7 separate regions of the Mus musculus genome follow, and all the other regions are linked to region 2. A link is a contact called in public HiCAR-type, HiChIP or PLAC-seq and promoter capture Hi-C data. All regions are on one chromosome and are shown on one strand. The core of a region is the stretch at or near the end of the contact, and the rest is flanking DNA. Distances in the headings are between cores, read along the strand shown.

Region 1 (3,138 bases), core at 111-2,610, 2.8 Mb before region 2:
AACATGCCTATTCCAAAGCATGCTCAGTTTAAAGTCATAATTTATATAAGGAAAAGAGCATAGGCGTGTCATTAGACAGGAGCATATCCGTAGTAACTTAGACTGGAGATGCCTCTGTGCGTGTTCAACGTGTGGAGACATTTAAACAAACATATGAAGATCCCTGCCATTTTAGTTACTTTCCTACTGCTGTGATAAAACACCTCCACCAAGACAACTTGTAAAAGAAAGCATTTAATTGGACTTAGATACAGAGGGTCTGAGTCTATGATGGCTGCAGAGACATGTCCTGAGCACTCAGATCTCAAACCCAAGCAGAGGCAGAGAGACACTGGGAATAGCTTGGTCTTCTGAAACCTGCCCACGGGGAGTGATACACTTCCTTCAGCAAGGCCACACCCAGGCCTCCCCAGTGTTCAAGTGCTAGAGAGCACAGATGGCATCTCATTCAAACCACCACATCTGCCTGGCCTCGTTGCCAACCTAACAGAGCTATGTCTGCGGCCACTTTTATTTTTCCTTTGACACTTGCTGAAGCTACCCAGCCTAGCCTTGAATCCACCCTGGCCCACGTTACACAACTTGTCAGCCTCCAGAGGAGCATTAGACCTGAGACCTGCCCAAGTTCAGACTTTCAAGATGTCCACAAAATGTTCAGATTTCACGGTTGTATCGTGAGATGACAGTGTTTAATGAAGCCAAGATAATCCACCGTTTATTAGTATTAAGATGTGTTCGGGGTGTGGTGGGGACAGGATTAGAAACTGTACTTAAGGGGCTTGTCTCTGTTCAGTAATCTAATGGCTTTGAGTTCTGGGTAAAGGATGTAAATGTACTTTGTTTCCCATTTTCTGTACCCTGTACACTGAGAGGACAAAACACAACTTTAAGATGCGGCTTCGTATTTCAGACCTACTGACCTCTGCAGCTTCTGACATCTAAGCCTACTGAATATCATTCGCAGAGGGTTTAAACAAGTTATGTGTGATAGTAATAATCCTTTCATTGGAAAGGGGAGACAACACGGATCCACTTGGCTTCTCCTTATTTGGAGCCTGTGGTCTAGGCTTTCCCTGTCCTCTCCCGAGCCTGCCTGGTCACCGGACAGGTCGAACAAGTAGAGACTGCCCTAGGGTGCACTGGATTGTCTCCTCTTCTCACGGGCTGCACCCACTTCGTCCTTGCTGTGAACCGTGGGTGCTGGGAGGACCGGCCGAGGCCCTGGGCGCCGGGGCAGGGTCCCCCACCCTGGCGTGCCCGCGGCTGCGACCGCGCCTGCCCTTGTTTGGCCGCACGGCCTCGGGGGTGGAGAGCCGGGGAGGTGGGGGCGGTGCCGTCCGCGTCAGCGGCGCCCGTGGTGACGGCGACGTGCGGCTCGCGCCACTGCTGCCCGCGGACGCCGAGGACCCCCGGAGCTCATGGCCCAGGCGAAGATCAGCGCCAAGGCCCACGAGGGCCGCTTCTGCCGCTCGTCTTCCATGGCCGACCGCTCCAGCCGCCTGCTGGAGAGTCTGGACCAGCTGGAGCTCAGGTGAGGGCCGCGGGGCGCGCACAGGGGCGAGCGCGGGCGGGGGCGCGCTCCGGTTGGGCTCCCCTCCCCCGGCCCGGCAGACTGGCGAGCGAGTGCGGCTTGCAGAACTTCCAGAATCTTCTGCGCGGTCCCCCTCTGCCTTTAACTTTTCTGCTTCCAGGAGGGAGGCAGCAGGTTGGTGTGCCCCCCCCCCCCTCACCCCACACTGGAGTAAGTTTCTTTGCCCCAGATCACTTCATAGTAATACAAGTGTAAGGGAGGGGGGGGTGGTAGTATCCAGGACGGCCCCTCCTGGGGATCATCGAGAATCGGACTCATGAGAGACCGCGCGAGGTACACCGAAGTTGGATACCATCCTTCATTCTCTCAACCACGTGCAATGCCCTCTGCAGTCTGTCCGTGTTTGTTGTACATTTAGAAGACACGGCTGACACCTTGGAAGTGCCAATCGCAGGCCCGAAAACACCAAAGGCAGGAGTCACACTCTCCCTAAGATTCTGACACGGGGACAGCCTTGTCGTAAAATTTCTAACTCATGAATACTACTAACGAATGCTGTGAACACTTGGTTGGCTTTAACCACGTGAGCCTTATGTATCTGGTGGAAATGTTAATGTCTTCAAAGTTGTGCAAGTTTTGATCATGTGCAGGTGTTCCATGAAAATCTTATCAAGATGCCCTGACACACACGTTGTTCCCTAGTTTTCTCCGGGTTCTGCGTAAGCAGAACACTATGACCCAAAATTATAAGAGGGAGATGAATCTCCCTCCACGCAGCCACCAAACACAGGGAAGTGTGTCTGCACAGGAAAAAAAAAATGCAAGCAGTGTTCGTTACACGGGAGGCGCTCATTACTGTTACTATTAGGAGAAAAGAGCCAGAAGGTGAGAAAACTTTCACTGACTGTGGAGTAGCCACAAAAGAAACCTGAACCCTATATCCCCCAACTCCGGGAGACAAAGGGACCTGCGCTGTGAAAGGGGGCGAGAATGTTTCCTTGTGCGAGGTAGGCTCTAACCTTTGACAGTATATTCCCAACTGCTCCGATTTTTTTTCTTGAAAGGGTTCAGGAAGTTGTGACTCTTCAAGCTGAGTCATTGTTCTGAACCTTTACTTAATCAAGCCTGTGTGCCGAGTCCTTGCTCTTCTCCTGGGGGCCTCTTGAAAGTCTGGAGTTTGCATAGACATTCTAGTGTCTGATTACTATCAAAGGAATCCTGACTACCAAACATAAGCGATTAAATTACGTTACTTATTAACAGTTGCGCTGAAGGGGTTTTATTTCTGTGTTTAATGGTTCAAGGCCTTTACCAGTAACTGCAGAGTTCTGTAAGTCTTGTTTCTCCCTTAAAAATGTAATGAGCACTTAGAAGTAAGTGTGTCAGAAGGGGCAAAGAAATAGAAAGAGATGCTGCCTGGTAAGGCTTAGGGGCCCTTTTTAGAAGCCATCTGGACAGTGCCACAGAGCATGACAGTATTCAAAATTAGACTTTTTAAAAATGGGGACGATGCTCCTGTGACTTCCCCCTAGCTTTCTTAGTGTACACGTCTGAGGACAACAGTGGACGGGGTACTACCGGAAATCACTGGATTGTCGCCAGTGCGC
Region 2 (3,199 bases), core at 507-3,006:
CCAAGTACCATACATCAGCAAATATCGTCAGCAATTACGGGATCTGTGGATTACACAGCTCACAATTTGCATCACGAGTTCTACAAGGAAACCAAGACACTGATTTACCTTTGCTTGCTATTTGCTCAGTTATTTTAGCTCACCAAATTCCCCTTTGGAAAAGGTGTCATTATTTTTGTTTTACAGTGTTGACCAACCTTTGGAATAGGGGAGGCAGATTTAATATGCCTAAGTATGTTATTAATACAAGTTGGCCAAGCTAGTCACTAATTATTCTGCCCATGTTTTTCCAAAGCTTAAGTAACACTTACCCAAAGTCACTGGTCATATGAAAGGTTTTAGTTCTGTAATACTCAATCTGTCTTCGGTTGAGTTTCCTGGTCTGCTCAACTTCACTTTACTGTTCAAAGACTTTTCTTTTAATCTCCCTGCATTTTCTTAGGACTTACATAATTTAATTGTTACCTCACTTTACCTCTATTTGTGAAGGGATCTATGCTTCAAGTTCTTGACTTTAAATGGATCCCTGGCCAAGCAATTTTTAATGACGATGAGTTGCTTTTTGTTGTTGTTGTTGCTGTTATTAAAGGTCTGCCCCCCCCTTTTTTTAATGTACTTACGTTGCTTACAGATTGCATGTTTATAAGACATTTAAGTAACTATGCAAGGAAGTCTCTAAATAGAAGTGCTAATAAATCACAAAATTCGGTACACAATAAGAGAGAGCACAACTTATGATTTCTCCGGCCTAATGTGCAGAAAAACAGGGAACAAAAGGCCTCAGTGTTATTGGAAAGCTGAGTTCTCCAAAGCAGGTAAAGGTCCTGTTTACCTGTCCTAGACAAGCGAGCAGAAAGGGTTTTCAGATAAAAGCTGCCCTTGTATGATCAGAAACAGCTGCACTCAGGCTTCACTTAGAAGCCTAGATTAAAAGGACACTGGAACAGGACTGAAGATCAACAAAAGGGGAAAGCTTAGCTTTTGACGCAAAAACTTACATCAGCCCTTGATAAAGCCGAAGATTCTTAATTTAAAAAGAAAAAGAAAAAAAAAAAGCTTCCCCTTAGCAAAAGCTAACCTTTCATTATCTGAGAATGAGCAGCAGTACAAAGGATGCATGTGATTTCGAAATGCCACAAACGAGCCAACTGCAGTTGCCAGAATCAGCAGTTTAGGGGTGTAACCTAAAAAGAAAGGGGGTGGGGGGAGAAGAAGAAAGGCTAGGAAGCAACTAGGCTTCACGTGCCTCGAAAGAAAAAAAAAAAAAAAAATAGGGACATTTCCTGGGTTCCACCGGCTAATCTCTGCGGAGAGCCTTCCCACACGTGGAAGTGCCCGTGGTGACGAGAATCCCTAGTCCCAGACTAGGGCCGGGCTCTGGAGCGGTGAGTCAGCCGCCCAGCGGTCATGCGACATCAATATGGAGTGATGACGGAGATCCCCGGGCGCAAGGGCCAAGGTAAACCGTTGGCCAGCGCGACAGAGCTATGGCCTCGGGCTACAGGGTTCCGCCCGCCGGAGAGGCGTTCCAAGTTGAGGCGAACTCGCGGCTCTAGCGACCGGAGCGTTTGGTGGCGAGGACCAGCCAGCACACCGCGCCATTCATCAACCGGTTCGCACCGGTGGCGGCTGCCCCGAGTGACGTCTGCGTCCCGGGCCCCGCCTCGAGCCGCAGGCGTCCCGCGCCGTGATTGGCTGCCGCCTGTGCGCACGTCGCGCCGGCTATAAAGGGGCGGACTTGTGACGCAGGGGCGCCTGGGCGCGCGCATTGGCTCTGGGCTGCGGCCGGCTCGGCGACGCTCCTCGGGCAGCTCACTGCATGGTCGTCTGGTGCCCCCGCCGCCTGCATCCCCGCCGCCGCCCCGCGACGCCCACCGCCGCCTGCCCTGCCGCCGCCGCCTGCGCCGCCTCGGGACCGGCTGTATGATTAGGCCACAATCTTCAATGAGTAGACATATTCCTGTGAGTACCGCGGGCCCGGCCTTTGTTAGAGCGAGCGACCGAGGAGGGAAAGGAGGGTGGCCGGGCGACCGAAACGCCGGCGGCGGGGCCCGGACCCGGAGCGACCGGCAGGGCAGCCCAGCGGCTTTGTGCGCGTGCCACCCTGCGGCCTTTGTTCCGAGAAGCCGCGCGGGCGTCGTGGACGTGGCCGGGGCGGGGCGGGGCTGCGGGGGGACCGGGACCGGGCGCCCGGGGCCTCCCAAGATGGCCTCGGTGGCCGCCCGCGCTCGCCACCGTGAACCCGTGATTGCGGACCTCGCGACTGTGCGCGCCGCTCAAGCCCGGGCTTGCCGATCGCCGCCGGGCTTCGGTAGTGGCGACCCGGTCGGCGGAGGGGGACTCTGACTCGGCCCCGAGGCGGGCTGCGCGTGGGGCGGTCCGCTCTTGGGCTGGAGCAACAGGAGCTGCTGGGCAGAACTGCGCGGCTCCTGTTGAGCGAGCAGCCCTGCACCATTCCACCGCTGGCGAGCTGAAATTTCCACGGTGTCGGAACGGTCTGTGCGGTGACCAGAGGTCTGGATTCCGGAGCTTAGGGGTCATGAATCCTATCCTGGCTTGCTTTTTTTAATTATTATTATTATTTTGCTGTTTGCTTCGTGCCGGCTAAAACGGTTGGAAAACCAGAAAATCGCGATCTGTTCCCGGAAGGAAACAGCGCTTGCACACGCGCTAGATTGGGCGCGTTACCTGAAACCTGAGTGTATTTGGAACAGAATTGGATAAAGCAGATGATCCCACAGACTGGTTTGATTCTAGAGTCTGACAGACTGAAGCTAATGCTACACACATACACACACACAAATGATCCTTTTTTTTTTTTTTTTTTTTTTTTGCTTATGGTGCATGCAATTAAAATGGGACGATCTCGTCGTGTATCTTGGCTGCCTATCATGTTGAGGTTTTGCCTGTGAGGGAGTGGGAGGATATTATTAAGAAGGATTTCGGTGGTCTCCACTGTTTTAACAGAAGTGTCCTCCAGCCACTGGGTGGCTCCACTCATTTCAAAGCAGTTCAGGAAAATTTTTTTCTTGCTGCCCTCCAGCTTCCTAATGGAACTCTTTAAAAGCTATATCGGACCTGTGTATGAATGTTCAATAAAGTGCCAAATTAACAAAAACAAGGAAGAAAAAAATTTAGGACCATTTTATATACACGGGCAAAAGATTTTTATATATGCAATATATATACATATGTATGT
Region 3 (3,208 bases), core at 577-3,076, 2.9 Mb before region 2:
ATTTCAGGGCTTCTGTGACCTTTTACATTCTGTCAGGATCTTTCAGCAGCTGGACTCTATTGGACCACTTCACTTCCTCCATGGAAAGGAGAACACTTTGTCTTTGCTGGAGTAGATCTTTATTCTGGGTATGGATTTGTCTTTCCTGCAAGTGATGTTTCTGCCAACACTAGGGTCTTACAGAATTCCTCATCCACTGTCATGGTGTTCCGCACAGTGTAACCATTTAAATTATCTCATCTTTATACCAATAAAGACACAGGAGGTATAAAAAAAAACCCTTCTAGCTCACTCAGTGAGGTAATTTTATTTTCTGAACCATATACAAAACATCTATTTGCAAGCCCGATTCTACGATTCTACAATGAAACTGCTGGCTTTTCAGAAATCTCTCTGTGTCATTCTTCCAAGCCAGTCTACCTTTTTCTTTAGCTCCTCCAAACCCAAGAGGGCTCCTTAGCTTCTTTCCTAGAATACTGTTTTACCTGTGTCCTGCCAGCTGCTTCTCTGTTGTTCCTGCAAGCCCAATCTCTGACCCCAGACAAGGGGGAAGAGAAGGGAGGGGGAGAGGGAAAAGGAGAGGAGGAGGGGAAGAGAGAGAGAGAGAGAGAGAGAGAGAGAGAGAGAGAGAGCTCTATCACAGGTCCAATTTTCAATTTTGCTTATATAAAAAGTATCTCCTCCCCTAAACCCTACACAGGCTCCAACCCTGTCAGTAAGGTCTGAACCATTTTACATTCACAGAAGGGTAGCTAGCGGCAACTGACAAAGGAAATATCTATTTAACCTTTTTTGTTTGTTTTTTGGTACAGGGTTTCTTTTTGTTTTTTTGTTTTTTTTTTTTTTTGAGACAGGGTTTCTCTGTGTATTCCTGGCTGTCTTGGAACTCTCTCTGTAGACCAGGCTGGCCTTGAACTCAGAAATCCGACTGCCTCTGCCTCCCAAGTGCTGGGATTAAAGGCGTGCGCCACCACCGGCCCGGCTCGGTTTTATTTTATAAGAGTCCAAGTGTATCTTGAAAAATTACATTATACCCCTGGGATTTAGCTGCTTTTACTTTCCCGCTGAACTCTGTACTCTAGTTTTACTCCTTGCTCCTCTCTCTGGTCCTTGAGTGAGACTGAATATTTACTAGCACCGGGAGATAGAAAACATGAGAGAGATTGAGTAGCTCAAGTGCTTCAGGTCTTGGACTTCACTTAAACCTATCCATCCATCTATCGATCCATCCTTCCTTCTGGCCCGAAACAAAGACCACTGAGCATTGCTTTCATAGCAGTATGATCACTAAAGGTCTGAAAGGGTTAACTGACATTACTAGGACTGTTTTGCCCACACCTCTGTGTTCCACTCTCCAAGTAATTAACCTATCAACTCAACCTAGCCTGAAAAGAACAAGGGAGAAACAGGAAAGGCTAGGGGCAGCCCTCTGGAACCTTATCAGTAATGCTACTTTTAGTTTACAGGAACCTGTGGACAACAAGGAAGCCCCTTTGTGAGACTTCTGCGAGAATTAATGACCTCTCAGGAATGCCATATATAAGCTCTTGCCCTTGCTTTGCCAAGATGTAATTGGGAGGAAAAAGTCTTCCATGTTTTCATCTGCCTTGCTTGTTGCCAGTGGGGCTCTTTTCCTGTCAGTGTCTCTAAGTGAAAGGCGGCAGCGGAACGAGAATTGGCGTGGACTCAAAACTACATCAAGACCCTCACCACCTCCTCCTGCCATCTTCCGGAGATGCAGATGAGCGCCGAGCTCCGGATCCTCGCCACCTTTCCCCGCCACGCGGTCGTCAGCCTCGAGACCGGCGGAAACTACGACTCCCAGAATCCCTCGCGGGGCGGGAGGAAGGCGGGGAGCGTACAAAGCGGCGCTGGAAGCTAGCGGCAGTGAGGCCGCGCTTGGGGTCCGGCAGCTTGGCGTCCCCGCGGCCTGAGGCGTCAGCTGCGTGGGCGCTCACGCAGGGCGGGTCGCGCGGCGCCGGGCGAGAGGGAAGTCGTGGCGGCGGCGTCGGGAACAGCAGCGGCGGCGGCGGGAGCGTGGTGCTGACAGGCCGTGGGAGAAATGGGAGACCCAGGGCCGGAGGTGAGTGGTGGCGGCCCGGGCCTTGGCTCCGCCGAGCCCGACCCCGAAAGGTTTGGTTTGTCTTCTCAGCTTTGGGCTCAGCCGGGCGGCGGCCTCGGGCGAGTGCGGGGCCTCCGGGCCTGGTGCACGTCTGCGTGGAGTCCTCAACAATGGCGGTCCGGCCGCCCCCAGCCCCTGGCCGCCCTAGCCGAAGCAGCCGCAGCCCCGAGGGTGAGAAGGGCTTGGAGGCAGGCTGGCCTTGTACTTGAAGCCTGCATCCCCGACCCCGGGGGTTTAGAGCCTGCATCCCTGCCCCTGTAAGAGGCGGGGAGGGGAATTGTGGCAGCTCGCCTGGGAAGCTAGGTCTCTGCAGCTCCAAGACGGCTTAGCACGCCCGGCCTCCTCCATGCAGTTCCCTGGGCTGGATTTCCGCTTGGTCCTGCTGCTTCCCCTCAGGGGCTTTTGTCTTTAATCGATCCTTTTGGGGAGAATTTCTTCCTGCGATCTTGTGGCTGAATCGATAAGCGTGTTTTGGCTTTTGTTTATAGATAATAGAATCTGTCCCACCAGCTGGGCCCGAGGCATCAGAGTCTACCACGGATGAAAACGAAGATGACATTCAGTTTGTTAGTGTAAGTAGAGACAGACAATCGCGGTTTGCTGGAGTGAAGTGTGGTAAGCCATTGTATGATTAAGCCCCACCAGACAGGCAGTCATCACTCAACAGACTCAACAGATAGTCATGAATGGCGAATAGCTGTCGCACACTGATGCTGGGGACTTTCACCCTAAGGGATACCTCAGTGCTTGGGGCTACCTGAACAATTGGAGTAGGCATCCGAATTGTTTTGTGCTTCCTGGTACTGCCCAGGGCTTAACTTCTGTCCAAGAAAGAAGACACACAGGACTAGTTAATGCCAGGAGGTTGGAAGTAAGGCCTGCAAAGAACATTGCATCTTAGCATGATGTATCCTCTAATCGCTGAGGACTTCCCTAACGTCTGAGGTCATCTTGTTACATCACAGAAAATTGTTGGTCACAATGGGGAGGCCTGTGTCACCTGAAACACTGCTGTTTTTCTACATTTGTTCCTTTGGGGAGCAGGTGTTCTCCAGCGTTGAGTGGAAGCTGTAAGATCTGGGCCCC
Region 4 (3,014 bases), core at 65-2,564, 2.7 Mb before region 2:
CAAGTGGTGGGATTATAGGCGTGCGCCACCACGCCCAGCTTTATGTTTTTATATATTCAGATATTTAGTTTTGTTTTCTTTTTATTCTTTGTGATTTCACTTAAATTTCCATGGTGTCCTCATTCTAATCACGGTATCTCTCCTTCTGTGCTTCAGCCCCCCCCCCCCCCCACACACACACACAAGGCAGTTAATATATTTTAGGAGTGTCTATGGATTTGGTGATGATAATTGTATATAGGCCACAGAGGAGAAGTGAGTACCCTACTGTCATACGAAAGAAATCAGGCCAGTGAGGTTGGCAGAATGGAGTCCCCTGTCAGGAATCCTTTGGAAGTCACCGTTCTTTTATGTGTAAATTGGGGCTAATTAACTAGAGTCTGTTTTGTGTGGCTTGAGAATAAAAATTGACAGATAAACAGGTTCCGTTTCAAGGGACAGCCGCCGATTTAGTCTATCTTAGGTGGGTACTTTGAGGCTTCAAAGTACTAGGATATACTATGCATTTCTAAACCCGACCACTCCCAGCCCCATCCCAGAGCTTGTGGGTGGCTTTTGTAGGGGGACACGCCGCCTCGAACACACTGTAGACCGCAGCGGCCGTCCAGGCTCTTAGGACGCCACCTAGCTGGCCTCGCTGTGGTCCCGGAGCGCTTTTTGCTAAGTCCTGCAGGTTCCTCCGCTCCCCGAAGTCTATGCTCGCTCGCGTGTTCCCTGGCGAGCATCGCGCGGGGACGAGCAAACCGACGTCATTCTTACAGCTCTTTTCTCGTCCGGAAGATGAAGGCAGCGTTGCTAACAACGAGGAGGGACAGTCCTTGTGTCGTGGGCAAAGCGGACACGGCGGCTCCTTCCCACCTCCTGGAATGACAGAGGGGAGGCCACCCCCGGTAAAGCGCCCGCAAGCTTCCGGAGCCTCAGTTACCCTGACTCTGGCTGCAGCGCGGGAATGTTTGCCGTTTGCACTGCAGCCCCAAGCCCAAAGGCGTCTCCGCGCAGAGAGGGCACCTGGGGTTCTGGAAAACAAAAACAAAAAACCCAACAAAATCTCCATCACTTGCATTCAAGATATCTTAGGGCGGGTGTTGCGGCTCAGCCTAAGCCCAGCACTTGTGGGAGGTTGAGGCAGGAGGATCGCCACCAATTCCAAGTTAGCCTGGGCTTCGGTGCGAGACATGGTCTCAAAAGAACTCACATCCGTCAACAAAACAAAAAACAAAACCAGCATCAAAAAGTCGGTCGGCGTGCAAAACGCTCCAGACGCGCACTACCTTCAGTCGCTACCGCGCCACACCGCGGTGGGCGGGGCGCCAGGGGGTGGGACCTCTGCGCATCACTTCCGCTTCCCGTTCCAAATGAACTCTCCCGCCACTGGGAGAGAGCGGCTGTCAGCGCGGGTGTTTCTTTCAGCCTGGCTGCTGGCTGGTTAAACAATCTACTGCGGCTTTATTTGGGACGGAGAGAAGCCGTGGAGTTGGAAGCTTGTGAGCTGACCTGGTGGGACCGAGTGACAGGTGGTGTCGGGTCGGAGGGAGGCTCCGGGTGGGATGGCGGGGAGGGCGGCCCGGGAAGGCGCTGGGGCCGGAAGGGAAGTTAAGGCACTTTTGACTATTCTGGAAAGGCTGGATTCCAGAGTTAGAAGTACGAGAAGTAAGCCTCTCATCTAGGTAGAATCTACTTTGCTTTACCTTGATTTCAGGAATTTAACACCCCCCTCCCCTCAAACCTCATCTTGTCTTGGGTTCGCACATGCCTGAGGGTGGCAGGCAGCAACACTTAGTGATCACTCTTTGGCTTACAAGGGCCACCGTCTACATATACCCCAGTTTGAGCCCTTCCCACATTCGCCCCTGTTATTACAGATGTGTATAGAAAATCTAGACAACACAGCAGGGTCTAGGAATAATCCCTTTAAAAAAGTCTGTGCATCCAATATTTTGTGTTTCCATAAATATTTACTCTATTGACTCAGCCTTTTTCCGTCATTTTAACATATATATTGCGTTGCCACCTAAGCACTATATATTGCAATATATACTATATAACATATATATATAATTTATATAATATATAATATAAATATATATTTATATAATTTATTTCACTGCTTTCAAAAGGTGGTCAAGATGCAGTTCTCAGGAAGGATCCGGAAGAAGCTGCGATTGGCGGGTGACCAGAGAAATGCTAGTTACCCTCACAGCCTTCAGTTTTACCTGCAGCCGCCTACTGAAAACATATCGTTGACGGAGTTTGAAAACTTGGCTTTTGACAGAGTTAAATGTAAGTGGCATTTAAAGTCCAATGTTTGTGTCCTTGAGAAGTGCAGTTATCACACGATGAATAAAGGCAGTTCCTCTTTGTTCAGCAGCCCATTCAACATCCGTTGGTGATTTGCTGTTGAAGGTTTGTCATTCACTTCTTCACTGTAGTATGCACATTGAGTACTCTGCTTCCAGGTGGCAGGGACTTTGTAATGAGTAATGCAATTAAGGTCTATGTTGAAACTGTATTTGCTATGTGGAGACAGACGTGTAGAGTTAAAATCATACATCAGATTACTTTCTGCTTTGATAGAAGTAAATATTAATGCCCCTGGAGTGTAAAAGTGAGAATAACTAGCTTAGTCTACTTAAGGAAGGTTTCCTAGAGAAGTTGGAATTTGGTCTGGTTTCTGAAGAAATGAGCAGACAGTAGGGATTTCCCAGCAGAAGCAGTGAAGGGCTTTTCCAAACTGTGATAATGGTCTCTACAAAGGCTTGCGGCTGTGAAAGAGAGCTATGCTTCCGGTGTGAGTAGTTGAGGGAGAGTGGAGACGTGTGGACATTTGAAGGCATATTATAATGCGCAGGACCGAGGTGTGAGAAGGATGCAGCCACTGAACTGGAGGCCTCTTATCCTTTGTGTGTGAGAGAAGAAATGAAGGAGCTAGCTATGAACTGAGACAAATACAAGCCCTCTTAGAGTTTATGTTCCAGAATATTCTTGCTGGAGTAATCAGGAGATGGGAAAACACT
Region 5 (3,240 bases), core at 360-2,859, 3.0 Mb before region 2:
ACTAGACACACACAAACACACACAATGCGCCCCAGGCGTGACTATGGAATTGCTTAAGAAGCATGTCACTTTGGGCTTAGGGACTGCAGGCTTCCCATTCGGTGCCCTACTGGCTTTTTAAACACGTATATGATTAATGCTGGTACTCAGGAAAGAAAGCTACTCTGACCTTGAGAGTGTGCGCTAAATAAATTACCTCAGAGCGAAAGTGATGAGATCTCAGAGCAGCATCTGGGGAGAAAAGAGGGAAAACGAGACTCCGTTAACTCCTTGTTCTCAGCCTAAAGAGTTACTGATCACTTACCTGGATTCGGGAAAGCACATTCTAGGTGTCTCTCTCCAATTCCGTGGGCATATTGGGGCGGGGCGGAGAGAGTATTGGACCATCTGTCTCTAAGGTGATTTCTCTGCAAGAAGTTCCAGCAAAGTTGGGAGAGGGGAGCCCATATCATCACGCCTTACTTTTTTATTCCTAAGCTCCAGCAAAGGCTTGGCAAAGATACGAGTACCTCAGCCCAGGACTCCCCTACAATTACCTTCTGGGCTCTAGCAAACTGACCCTAAGAATCGGAGCCTGATCCTTCCTTCCAGGACCTCCGAATCTCCGTGGTTATCCAAACCTGGTGACTCAGAGGATGGAGGTGAGGCCAAAGGGCCAGGGCGCGTTAAATAAATAAATGCACTTAGCTTGAGGAGTGGGCACTGAGTGGGCAGAAGAGGCAGAGAAGGCTTGAACCTCGCTTCTGCCCAGAAGAACCCAGCGGCGGCGTGTCTTACCTCTGCTTCTGGAACGACCCGAAAAGACCGATTTCATCGGATGTCTCCCTTTCTGGAGCTTGCGGTGCCAGCAGCAGAAGAAGACGATGGTGGCGACGGTGCCCAGCAGGAGCAACAAGAGGAAGAGAGCACATTGGATGCTGTAGGGTCTCAGCAAAACGAGGAAAGCGGCGGCGATCATGGTGCGGGCGAGGCGGGGGGCCGTGCGGCGCGGGGCTAAGGCTGCAGAGCGCGCGGGGCGCGGGGCGCGGGACGCGGGGCGGGCGCGGCGGACAGGGGCGAGCGCGGCTCAGCGCGTCAAGCCCGGCGCTCGCGGCCCCGCGCGCGGCCCAATGGCTGCACACCCCGCGCCGGCCCCGGAACGACTGATGGAGAGCAGCGGGCAGCTCTCGCCATGACTCAGCACGCGGCGCAGCGGCGAGAGCCGCGCCCCTCCCTCCGCAGGCGCCCCAGCCCGCGCGCAGCTCTCGGGCTCAGCCCCGCCCGGGACGCAGCCGGCTGGGAGCATCATCGGGTGGCCGCCCGGGGCCTCGGCGTCCTGAAGCCGGCGCACGTGGGGCGGGACGGGGCGCGGCGAGCCGGCGGGGGGCTCGGTGGGTGACGTCACGGGCTGCGGCGGCAGCGGCGGCGCGGGTGCGGGCGCGCGCGCATGGCTGGGGCCGGGACCGAGCGGCGCGCGCCCTCCAGCAGGTCGGTTCGGTGCGCGCGCGGCCCGCCAGGCCACGCGCCGGGCGGCGGTGCGCGGGGACCCCCGGGTTTCGCCTGTGTAAGCCTCCGCGGACCTTCTGCTGGAGGCCGACGTCAGGGGGCGCCAAGGAGCCGGGGGGAACCCGGGCTCCCGCCTCCCTGAGCCCGCCCGGAGGCTGGGGCTCGGAGGATGCAGCAGGGTGAGCTATTTGGTTTGGGGGCGGGGGTAGTCCCTGCGCATGGAGGCGCGAGCACCTGGAAGGGCCATCTCCAAGCTGGTCCAATCTTAGGAAAGGCGGCACGCCGCGGTCTGCAGGCTTGCACCCTACCACCCCCAAACTTGGTGCTGATTCTCAGCCCAGACGTGAGCTCTGCCACGGTCAAAGAACCCTGATTCATTTATTGGCTTTGTAGGGAGAGGTGATTTTAGATGTAAGGATCTGACATGATGAAGGATGAAGGAAGTTGGTGATTGATTGGCCTGTAGATACTGCAGGAGAAATTTTTAGGCACTGTCAGACAACGGCGATCGGTCACACTCGGGTACACACCCTTCTCCCCTTTGCCGTTTTTTTCCAGCTTCCCTTACATTCCGTTACAATCCGCAAAAACTGTATCGCAGTTGTGGGCTGGACACTTGACAGTGATCGCTGATTCGGTGCCAACGAAGAAGGCAAGGCGTGAGCGCTGCGGTGTGCTCTTTTGCGGAGGGCCTCTGCCACCTGGCGAGAAAGCCAAAGCTGCAGTGGCCGCCTGCAGCGTGTTGCGGCCTTAGCGGGCCAGTGCAGTGCTCTGCCCTGCTTGCCCCTAAGGCAAACTGGCTTTCCCTGTGGGAGTTGGATGATTTGTTTTCTTTCATTGACTTGTATTTTTTAAATTAACTATATGACATATGACAAATGAAATATTACATTTGTGCAATTTCTAGTAACTGGCTTGAAACTAAATAATTCGTAAAATTCCAAAAGTCAATTGAAGAATCGATAGGAATGTGTGTATTGTTGTCTAACTATATGAAACCAACTGTTCAGTTCTGCAAAAATGTGTAGCCATTAGTGACTGATAGGTGAATGATGTATTATCAAGTGTGAGCATTAAAAGAAATGCGGAAAGATGTTGCTTAGCCCTGATGCCAGGTTCATAAGCACGGAAAGCACAGGAAAATGTGCTCTTATTTGCATGTTGGCCTCCTAAAACAAATACAGATTGCTATTATATGCCACTCATTCTGTTGTTTGAGGCTGAGGATGGAAAGCACCTTGCTTGCCGACACTGAGGAAGGTGAGACTCTTGACTGTCAGACTGCGGGGAGCACTGGGTGCCAAACAGGCTTCACGGGTCCCTGGCAGTCAGCAGAGCTGTCTGGAACTTCTGCATCCCGTGCACAGAGCTGAAGGGCTCCTGACACTGCAGCCCACTGCAGTAAGAAACTGTATTCCTATCTGCTATGCAGGGGGGCGGGGGGGGGGGGTTGAAGAGAATCCCGAGATCTTGCAAAGTGTGGTACACCGCGAAAGGAAGAACCCAGCACGCTGAGCAGGGCACCGGAGGGTCGTTTTATACTGGACCAGAGTAACCTTCTGCAAACTGGGGGTGGTGCTAGCCGATGCGGTTTCCGAAGGTCATCCTTACGTTTCTCACTGACCAGAGCTTGGCAGTGAGCTGAAATGGCACAAATATCTCTGAACAGAAATAGGTCTGAGGCTGTAAACTCAGCAAAGTAATCAGTTTGCCCCAAATTCTGTGCTTTTAACAGCGAACAGCAAGTAAATAGCG
Region 6 (3,313 bases), core at 672-3,171, 2.8 Mb before region 2:
ATGACGGACTGAGGCCAGAGAGCACCTGGGAGCTCCAGACCAGTGTGGGCTACACAGTGAAATGCCATCTCAGAAAAAAACAGAAAAACAATAACAATACAAACCTACACTCCTTACCAAGATCTGACCGTGTTCATCCAGCTTGTGTTTCACACTGGCTCAGTTTTGGGAAGTCGACTTCCTCTTCTCAATCTAAACAATTCTTCACCCTACAATTAACGTTCAAAAACAAAACAAAACAAAAAACCCTCAATAGTATCAACAACAAAATAAGCCATCTCCCCAGACCTATAACAACTCAATTCATAATCATATAAAACTGAAAACTCCCCAAATGCCCTTCAGTGGGCGGATAATATAATTGGCTATGTTTAGCACATCTACCTAATTAAACAGGGAGTAGAAGGAGAAAAGGGCTATCCACACAGGAAACTGTGGAACAGATAATGTGGCTTAATTGGTACACTGTTTGTCTAGCTCCACAAGGCCCCGGACGCCATGCCTAGCAGCCCGCGGCGCACACACACACACACACACACACACACCTGGCATGACGGCACATGTCTGTCATCCCAGCACTAGGGAGGTAGAGGCAGAAGAATCCTAAGGTCATGATTATCCTTGCTACTGGAGCAAGTCTGAGGCTAGCCTGGACCACCTGAGATCTTGTCTCAAAAAGATATGAAGAGCCTGTCCCCCCAATAACCAACAGGGCCGCATCTTGAATCTCAAAGGTGTTTATATATAGTCATGGAAGACAGTTATCAACATCTCAAACTGTTACACTAAAATGGCATTCTGAAAACAGTGATTTCTAGGAATCAGGAATAAGAGGTAAGATATAAAGAGACAACATGAGGTTTTAACAGGTAGCAGGACTGGTTTCATATCCTGACCAGATATATGAATCTAAAACTCTCCAAATGGTTATTTGGGTTTTTTTTTTTACCATATGGAAGTTAAAAAATAAAATTTAAACAAAGATGTGAAAGCAGATCGTAGCGTCGGGAATTACTGTTAAGATTCTCAGAAACTAGTTACAACACTGCATCCCAGCCTTCAGGGGGAAGAGGCTCTGAGTTTGAGGCCAGCCTGTCTACACAAGTTCCAAGCCAGCCATGCCATCACAGGGAGAGCCTATCCCAAATCACACATGCTTTTAAGAAAAAAAAAATGCAAAAAATAAGTATGTTCTTTGAAAAGCACAATGCTACATATAATTAAAAACCGACAGTAATTATCAATGTCCTCTCTTCTCGGTTTCAAATCCCTTGGCAACCAATGCAGACTCTCGCGTAGGCAAAGGAAAGGATGGGTCAACTTGCTAAAGAAAGGCTTGCCGGGTTTGTTTTTTCCTACAGCAACCCGCCCGTTACAGAAGGCACTGGGATCGTCCCAGGCGGAGTCGCGCAGCCCTGTGCGTCCCGCGCCGCGCCGCACCCGCATCAAGTTCTCCCACTCTCGGGTTCCCGCTCCTGGGAAGCCACGGCGGTTGGTGAGCGAGCCGCGGCCGGGGTCGTCGGCGCGGAGCGGTCCCCACGAGGACGCGAGAGCAGAGCGCCGCCCGCAGCCGCCGTCCGCGCCCACAGCGACATCCCGGCGGCACCGCAGCCCCGAGCCGAGGCCGCGCAGGCCGCACTCACCTCTGCCCGCAGCCCGGAACCCTCAGCGCGGAGCCCGCAGCCCGGAACGCACAACCCGCAGCGCTGAGCCCGGAACGCACAGTCCGCAACACCGAGCCCGGAACGCACAGCCCGCAGCACCGAGCCCGGCTCCTCCCCGCGGACGCCTCGTACCCGCTCCGCTCTTTCAGAACGATTATGAGTCTCTAGCGAACTTTATTAGTATCCGGGTTCACCGAGCTACTCCTTGCCGACGCCGCCGGGGATGGAGGGCGCGCCGGACTCCCGCCCGCCGCGCTGAGGAGCATGCGCCACCTGGTCTGCGCATGCTCAGCACCGGCCCCGCCCTGCGCTGGCAGGGAAGGCGCGGGCTGGGTTTGCACAGCATCAGGCCTTGGTACCCAAGGAGACCAAGGTGAGCAGGATGTGCTAACCTACTGAAGGTGTGCCTTGTTTCCCTACACAGGGTCAGGTATCCGGGGGCCTCAGAAGTCTGTCACCACCTGAGACTCACGTGGTAGCACTGAAGTGTGAAAAAAAAAGTGATGAATGAAGACAAATAATTTGTTTGCAGGGTATGACTGAACAAAATAGAAGACCGTGATGGCTAACAACTCAGAAAACTAACCCACAAATTTAAAAAGGTCCTGCAAAAAAGCAAACTCGCTTCAAACGCGGCGTGGAAACACACGTGTGTGATCCTAGTACTTGGAAAGATGGTGTGGCATGAAGATCAGGATTTCAAGGCCAGCCTGAACTACAATAAACTATGTCTCAAAATACATAAACGTTGGTTGTTTCTGTATGCATCAAAATAAAACAGGGGAGGGTGATATAAAATACCAAGTGTTGAAAAGAATGTGAATTAGCTGAATTTGTGTGCTGGAGCAACTCCTTTGAACGAGAAGGAGAGTTTGTTACATTTGTGCACCCTGTGATCCACCCATTCCTTGGTCACACAGCTGATAGGAACTGTCCTTATGATATACAGGCAAACAGATGTCAGGACACCCATAGCTGCATCTGTCCTAATACTCTCCAAATGGAAATAACCCAAAAGATGTCAATGAACTAATACCTCTCCGTTGTGTAATGGAACCACTACACAGCCATGAAAAGGAGCCTCTGCAGCTGTAAGCATTAACAACACACAATGACAGAAGCTTAAGGTTAAAACAAAGTGCTGTACACAAAAGCACACACTGCATGCCAAACCCATTGTTTTCTCCTTCCTTTTTAGTTTGGGGTTTGTTTTTTTGTTTTTGTTTGGCTTGGCGTTTGGTTTTTGTTTTTCAAGGCAAAGTCTGGTTATTTATCCAAGACTGGCCAAGTGCAGCTAAGGCTGAATTTCAACTCACCACCCTGCTGTGTCAATCTCTTCAGTGCTGAAATTACAAGGCTGTGTCATCATGCCAAGCGTTCAGTTCATTTCCGTTGTTGCTCAAAACTCTTGACACTGAAAGTTCTCTGAGTGGAGCTGGAGAGATGGCTCAGTGGTTAAGAGTACTGACTCTTCTTCCAGAAGTCCTGAGTTCAATTCCCAGCAACCACGTGGTGGCTCACAACCATCTGTAATGGGATCTGAAACTCTCTTCTGGTGTGTCTGAAGACAGTGACAGTGTACTCTCACACATAAAATAAATCTTTTTTTTTTTTTTTTAAGTTCTCTGACTTAAAGGTTTTGTGCAGTC
Region 7 (3,067 bases), core at 361-2,860, 2.8 Mb before region 2:
TGAATTTTCTGCCAATGCCATTAAAAGGGTCAACTAATTTATTTGCCAACAAATTTACTTTGTGTAAAAACTGAGGAGTCTGTGTTTGAAGAGGAAAAAAATCACGTCTCACAGCAGGCACCACTGTGTGGATCCAAGTCCCCCACCTTACCCTGCACCAGGGGCGCTAACAGCTGACCACACAGATGATCCTGCCTGCTTGGGATGCCAATGGGAAAAGCAAGCATGTGGACCACCATGGAGGGAGGGCGCTCAGCGACCTCTGCTCGCAACAGGAACCTGTGCTGGGCAGGATGGGTGGTACGCCAAGGGTAAACTTTAAAGAAAAAAAAGACAAGAGAAATATAGGAACTATTTATATATTTTAGTAAAAAAAAGAAAAAAAAAGAAAGGAAAAGCACACGTTCCAAGAAATATCACTTTTATATATTTTGAAGTACATGAAAACCAGGACTGTGGAAACGGGTTATTGATATTTTCTAAGTAAAATGACTGATTAAGGATAATGAGTTTTTAGTAGAACTCATGATATTATCTCTTTGGCAGGCAGGCTGGTGCCCAGCTCACACGTTTCCCCTTCTTTCCCATACCGGGTCTTTACAGGCGCTTCTTACCGATCGTTCCTGATAAGGTCCACGTACACCAAAGGCCACAGAAAAACTTAAGCAATAATGGTAAATGCTATACTAAGAGTGTAAACAAAAGGATGCCTTAGAGTTGCAGGGCTTCAGAAAATCTGTGATCAGGACCAAAGACCATCACTCTGCAAAGATGGTCCCCTTCAGCTTGGAAGTTCAGAGTTTGGTCTCAGGTCAGCAGCCAGAAGCTGGTGTGCACGCGCTCCACAGGGCCTTCTGAGTGGCTGCAGGCTGCTGTGTGTACCGGGCACATTGCTTACAGTGGCTATGGAGAAGGCTCTGGGAGAATCCCAGGAGGGACAGGCCCGAGCAGTCAGACATTTACATTCCTTTCATCTACCTGTCGGAGAGGAAACTGCCTCTACAAGATGTCATAAATACAAATTTGAATAGGAAAGTAGTGTAAAAATTAGCGGTAGTGTTTGGCACACTTGGGTCCAAGTTCTTTCTGTAAAGTATGTCCGGACGCCTCAGGTGAGACCAGAAACATACGCAATGGTTGTACGAGCGAGCGAACTGACTAGAATCTGCATCCCCTTTCCCAGGGCACAGGCCTACTGCCTGAGCCAGGAGTCTGCATGCACACCCCCACAGTCCGCACATCACGGATATTGCACGAGTACCTCTGACAACACACACACCAGGGCAGTCTGACATAGTCCGGGTTTCCCTTCCATATGTTCTTTAAGCATTCAGACTGAACATTCCAGAAAAGCTCGACGCCCAGTGTCAGAACAATGCTTGCCATCCCTCATGGTCCATCAGGGTAAAATGGTTACCGATGTAGTTAGTCATGTTGTTTTTGTCTTCAGAATTTAAAATTCAGCAAAACCTGTTTTTGACATTTCCACTGGTGTCCGTTCAAAAACAGGAGAAGCCTCGTCTAAGGTAAAAAACTAGAGTGAGTCCACAGAGCAGTAATTCTCCAGCAGAGGGCGCCATCTACATTCTGAGGAGCACAGCAGAGCAGCGTTACAATGTCAGCTTTCAGAGCGTGGTGAGAGGCCCACGACACACGCAGGACAGCCCGCACACAGTGCCGTTAACTGCACGGTGCAATTCAGCTTTGTCCTCCATGAAACAGTTTAGGGTACACTACAGCTGCTGAAAGGGTTTCTGGTTCTCTTGGTCCTTTGTTTGTTAGGTCTAAGGTTGATGACATCGCCACCATTAAGGGAACTTGAATTCTGGCCCAAGTGACTTCTGACCGATGCATTAAAGACACCTGTGTAAATGAGGGAAAGCACAGTGACTGATCCGCCTCCACGTCACCTGTCATGTGTTATCATTGATAGTAAAGTGGGACAGAGAAGCCAGTACCTCTGTTGTTTCTGTTTCTGTTTCTTACTGCACTAGAACAGAGCGCTCCTAAGCAGGAAGGTCAGCATCCTATCACGCAGTGCTGCTATACTGACTGCTGCTAACCATCTCCAGGAACTCTGCACCCTGAGGCTAAAACCCCAGACACCAGAGACCAGTGGGTGAGAGGGGAAGCTATCATAGCTGCACCTTGACATGTACTGTGTGCACAATAGCACTGCTAACTCATGAACTACCGAGCATCAAGATACACAAAACCTTGCACCATCAAGGAAACAGACGCTAGGCCAGTCATTGCCGGTGGGAAGCTGTGGTCTAACAGGTGATGCGCAGTATACTGGCAAGTGGTGCCATACAACAGTGTATCATCTTGCTCTGGTTTCTGGAGACAAGGTCCTCTTGTGCAGCTTAGTCTCATCTTGCTGTCAGCATGCCTAAGCAAAACGTACCCGTGAGGGACCACAGACCCAGAGGATGGTCAAAGGCAGCTCTAACCGCACAGCTCCTAAGAGAGGAAGGAGTGCGTACAAAAGGTGGGAGTGCACCCTCACTGTGCCCGCCTAGTGTGTCCAGCGAGCCTCTGAGGCCAAGACAGCATCGAACAACATCAGTAACAAATCCCCTTTTAAAGAGAGAGCTGATAGTCACCGAGCTCAGTAATCATGACTTAACCCAGAGTTCTTACAGAAATGAGCCGGTTACACAATAGGTGCAGCAACAGTAAATGGAGGGCCGGGTCAATGCAACGCACAGGCTGGGTTCTTACCACGCACTTACCAATCTTGTTACTACTTGAGTGTGTCTGTTCTGGATCTTCGGTTATTTGTTGTTTGAGTTTTTGTAGGTGTTTCTCAGCCAAATATTTAAAAACTAGAAAACACACACACAGTCAGTATGACTATGCAAGTAAGTCTATTTTCAGATTGCAATATTTATACTTTCTAAATTAATTTTAAATTACATTAGATGAAAAGAATACGATTTAGTTAAAATTCAGCTTTTAGAAATTATTTGAGTGCTGGAGAGATGGCTCAGTGGTTAAGAGCACTGACTGCTCTTACGAAGGTCCTGAGTTCAAGTCCCAGCAACCACATGGTGGCTCACAACCA

The links. Promoter capture Hi-C pulls out the DNA fragments that hold promoters and counts their contacts. HiCAR-type assays count read pairs that join an accessible place to other places. HiChIP or PLAC-seq counts read pairs in DNA pulled down with a chosen protein or histone mark.
Region 1: a HiCAR-type map of astrocytes shows a contact between it and region 2, with 9 times the contacts expected there. The contact joins the promoter of Bag2 here to the promoter of Ptp4a1 in region 2. A contact is called at or near these places in 7 of 39 promoter capture datasets (cranial neural crest, frontonasal cranial neural crest, hippocampal neurons and 3 more), 2 of 484 Hi-C or Micro-C datasets (the G1E-ER4 cell line and cortical neurons) and 3 of 115 datasets of contacts at active chromatin or transcription factors (astrocytes, forebrain and large pre-B cells).
Region 3: a HiCAR-type map of astrocytes shows a contact between it and region 2, with 9 times the contacts expected there. The contact joins the promoter of Zfp451 here to the promoter of Ptp4a1 in region 2. A contact is called at or near these places in 6 of 39 promoter capture datasets (the C10 cell line, cranial neural crest, frontonasal cranial neural crest and 3 more), 7 of 115 datasets of contacts at active chromatin or transcription factors (astrocytes, embryonic forebrain, embryonic limb bud and 4 more) and 1 of 9 other capture datasets (adipose tissue).
Region 4: a contact with region 2 is called in a promoter capture Hi-C map of pre-B cells. The contact joins the promoter of 1700001G17Rik here to the promoter of Ptp4a1 in region 2. A contact is called at or near these places in 13 of 39 promoter capture datasets (the 3T3-L1 cell line, the C10 cell line, the HPC-7 cell line and 10 more), 5 of 115 datasets of contacts at active chromatin or transcription factors (astrocytes, cardiomyocytes, extraembryonic endoderm stem cells and 1 more) and 1 of 9 other capture datasets (liver).
Region 5: a contact with region 2 is called in a promoter capture Hi-C map of hematopoietic stem and progenitor cells. The contact joins the promoter of Bend6 here to the promoter of Ptp4a1 in region 2. A contact is called at or near these places in 9 of 39 promoter capture datasets (cranial neural crest, hematopoietic stem and progenitor cells, hippocampal neurons and 5 more) and 3 of 115 datasets of contacts at active chromatin or transcription factors (astrocytes, embryonic forebrain and forebrain).
Region 6: a contact with region 2 is called in a HiCAR-type map of astrocytes, with 7 times the contacts expected there. The contact joins the promoter of Rab23 here to the promoter of Ptp4a1 in region 2. A contact is called at or near these places in 14 of 39 promoter capture datasets (the 3T3-L1 cell line, the C10 cell line, cranial neural crest and 9 more) and 5 of 115 datasets of contacts at active chromatin or transcription factors (astrocytes, embryonic forebrain, epiblast stem cells and 2 more).
Region 7: a contact with region 2 is called in an H3K27ac HiChIP or PLAC-seq map of differentiating embryonic stem cells, with 15 times the contacts expected there. The contact joins the enhancer-like site here to the promoter of Ptp4a1 in region 2. A contact is called at or near these places in 7 of 39 promoter capture datasets (cranial neural crest, frontonasal cranial neural crest, liver and 3 more) and 4 of 115 datasets of contacts at active chromatin or transcription factors (differentiating embryonic stem cells, epiblast stem cells, forebrain and 1 more).

Annotation. Positions count from the first base shown.
Region 1 is chr1:33,755,972-33,759,109 of GRCm38.p6, reverse strand. It overlaps Bag2 (BCL2-associated athanogene 2), which reads left to right and starts at 1,360. Exons shown (of 3, transcript NM_145392.2): 1 at 1,360-1,531. The coding sequence starts at 1,419.
Region 2 is chr1:30,948,312-30,951,510 of GRCm38.p6, reverse strand. Ptp4a1 (protein tyrosine phosphatase 4a1) reads left to right here and starts at 1,756. Exons shown (of 6, transcript NM_011200.2): 1 at 1,756-1,962. It overlaps LOC115487084 (a long non-coding RNA gene), which reads right to left and starts at 1,640. Exons shown (of 1, transcript NR_164183.1): 1 at 173-1,640.
Region 3 is chr1:33,813,213-33,816,420 of GRCm38.p6, reverse strand. It overlaps Zfp451 (zinc finger protein 451), which reads left to right and starts at 1,826. Exons shown (of 15, transcript NM_133817.3): 1 at 1,826-2,083; 2 at 2,611-2,694. The coding sequence starts at 2,063.
Region 4 is chr1:33,668,124-33,671,137 of GRCm38.p6, reverse strand. 1700001G17Rik (RIKEN cDNA 1700001G17 gene) reads right to left here and starts at 1,314. Exons shown (of 1, transcript NR_033199.2): 1 at 426-1,314. It overlaps Prim2 (DNA primase, p58 subunit), which reads left to right and starts at 1,344. Exons shown (of 14, transcript NM_008922.2): 1 at 1,344-1,514; 2 at 2,118-2,280. The coding sequence starts at 2,127.
Region 5 is chr1:33,905,990-33,909,229 of GRCm38.p6, reverse strand. It overlaps Bend6 (BEN domain containing 6), which reads left to right and starts at 1,609. Exons shown (of 7, transcript NM_177235.3): 1 at 1,609-1,664. It overlaps Dst (dystonin), which reads right to left and starts at 1,005. Exons shown (of 103, transcript NM_001276764.1): 1 at 778-1,005; 2 at 197-231. The coding sequence starts at 958.
Region 6 is chr1:33,718,504-33,721,816 of GRCm38.p6, reverse strand. It overlaps Rab23 (RAB23, member RAS oncogene family), which reads right to left and starts at 1,921. Exons shown (of 8, transcript NM_008999.4): 1 at 1,644-1,921; 2 at 118-209. Gm32229 (predicted gene, 32229) reads left to right here and starts at 1,971. Exons shown (of 4, transcript NR_157041.1): 1 at 1,971-2,037.
Region 7 is chr1:33,738,049-33,741,115 of GRCm38.p6, reverse strand. It overlaps Rab23 (RAB23, member RAS oncogene family), which reads right to left. Exons shown (of 8, transcript NM_008999.4): 7 at 2,736-2,828; 8 at 1-1,863. The coding sequence ends at 1,724. Among named protein-coding and RNA genes, the nearest start is that of Bag2, 18 kb to the left of the region's middle. Within about 2 kb of position 1,610, at least 51 of the 459 cell types and tissues checked have an H3K27ac peak or open chromatin away from gene starts, as enhancers often do. A contact at or near this core is called in differentiating embryonic stem cells and epiblast stem cells, where this site is marked.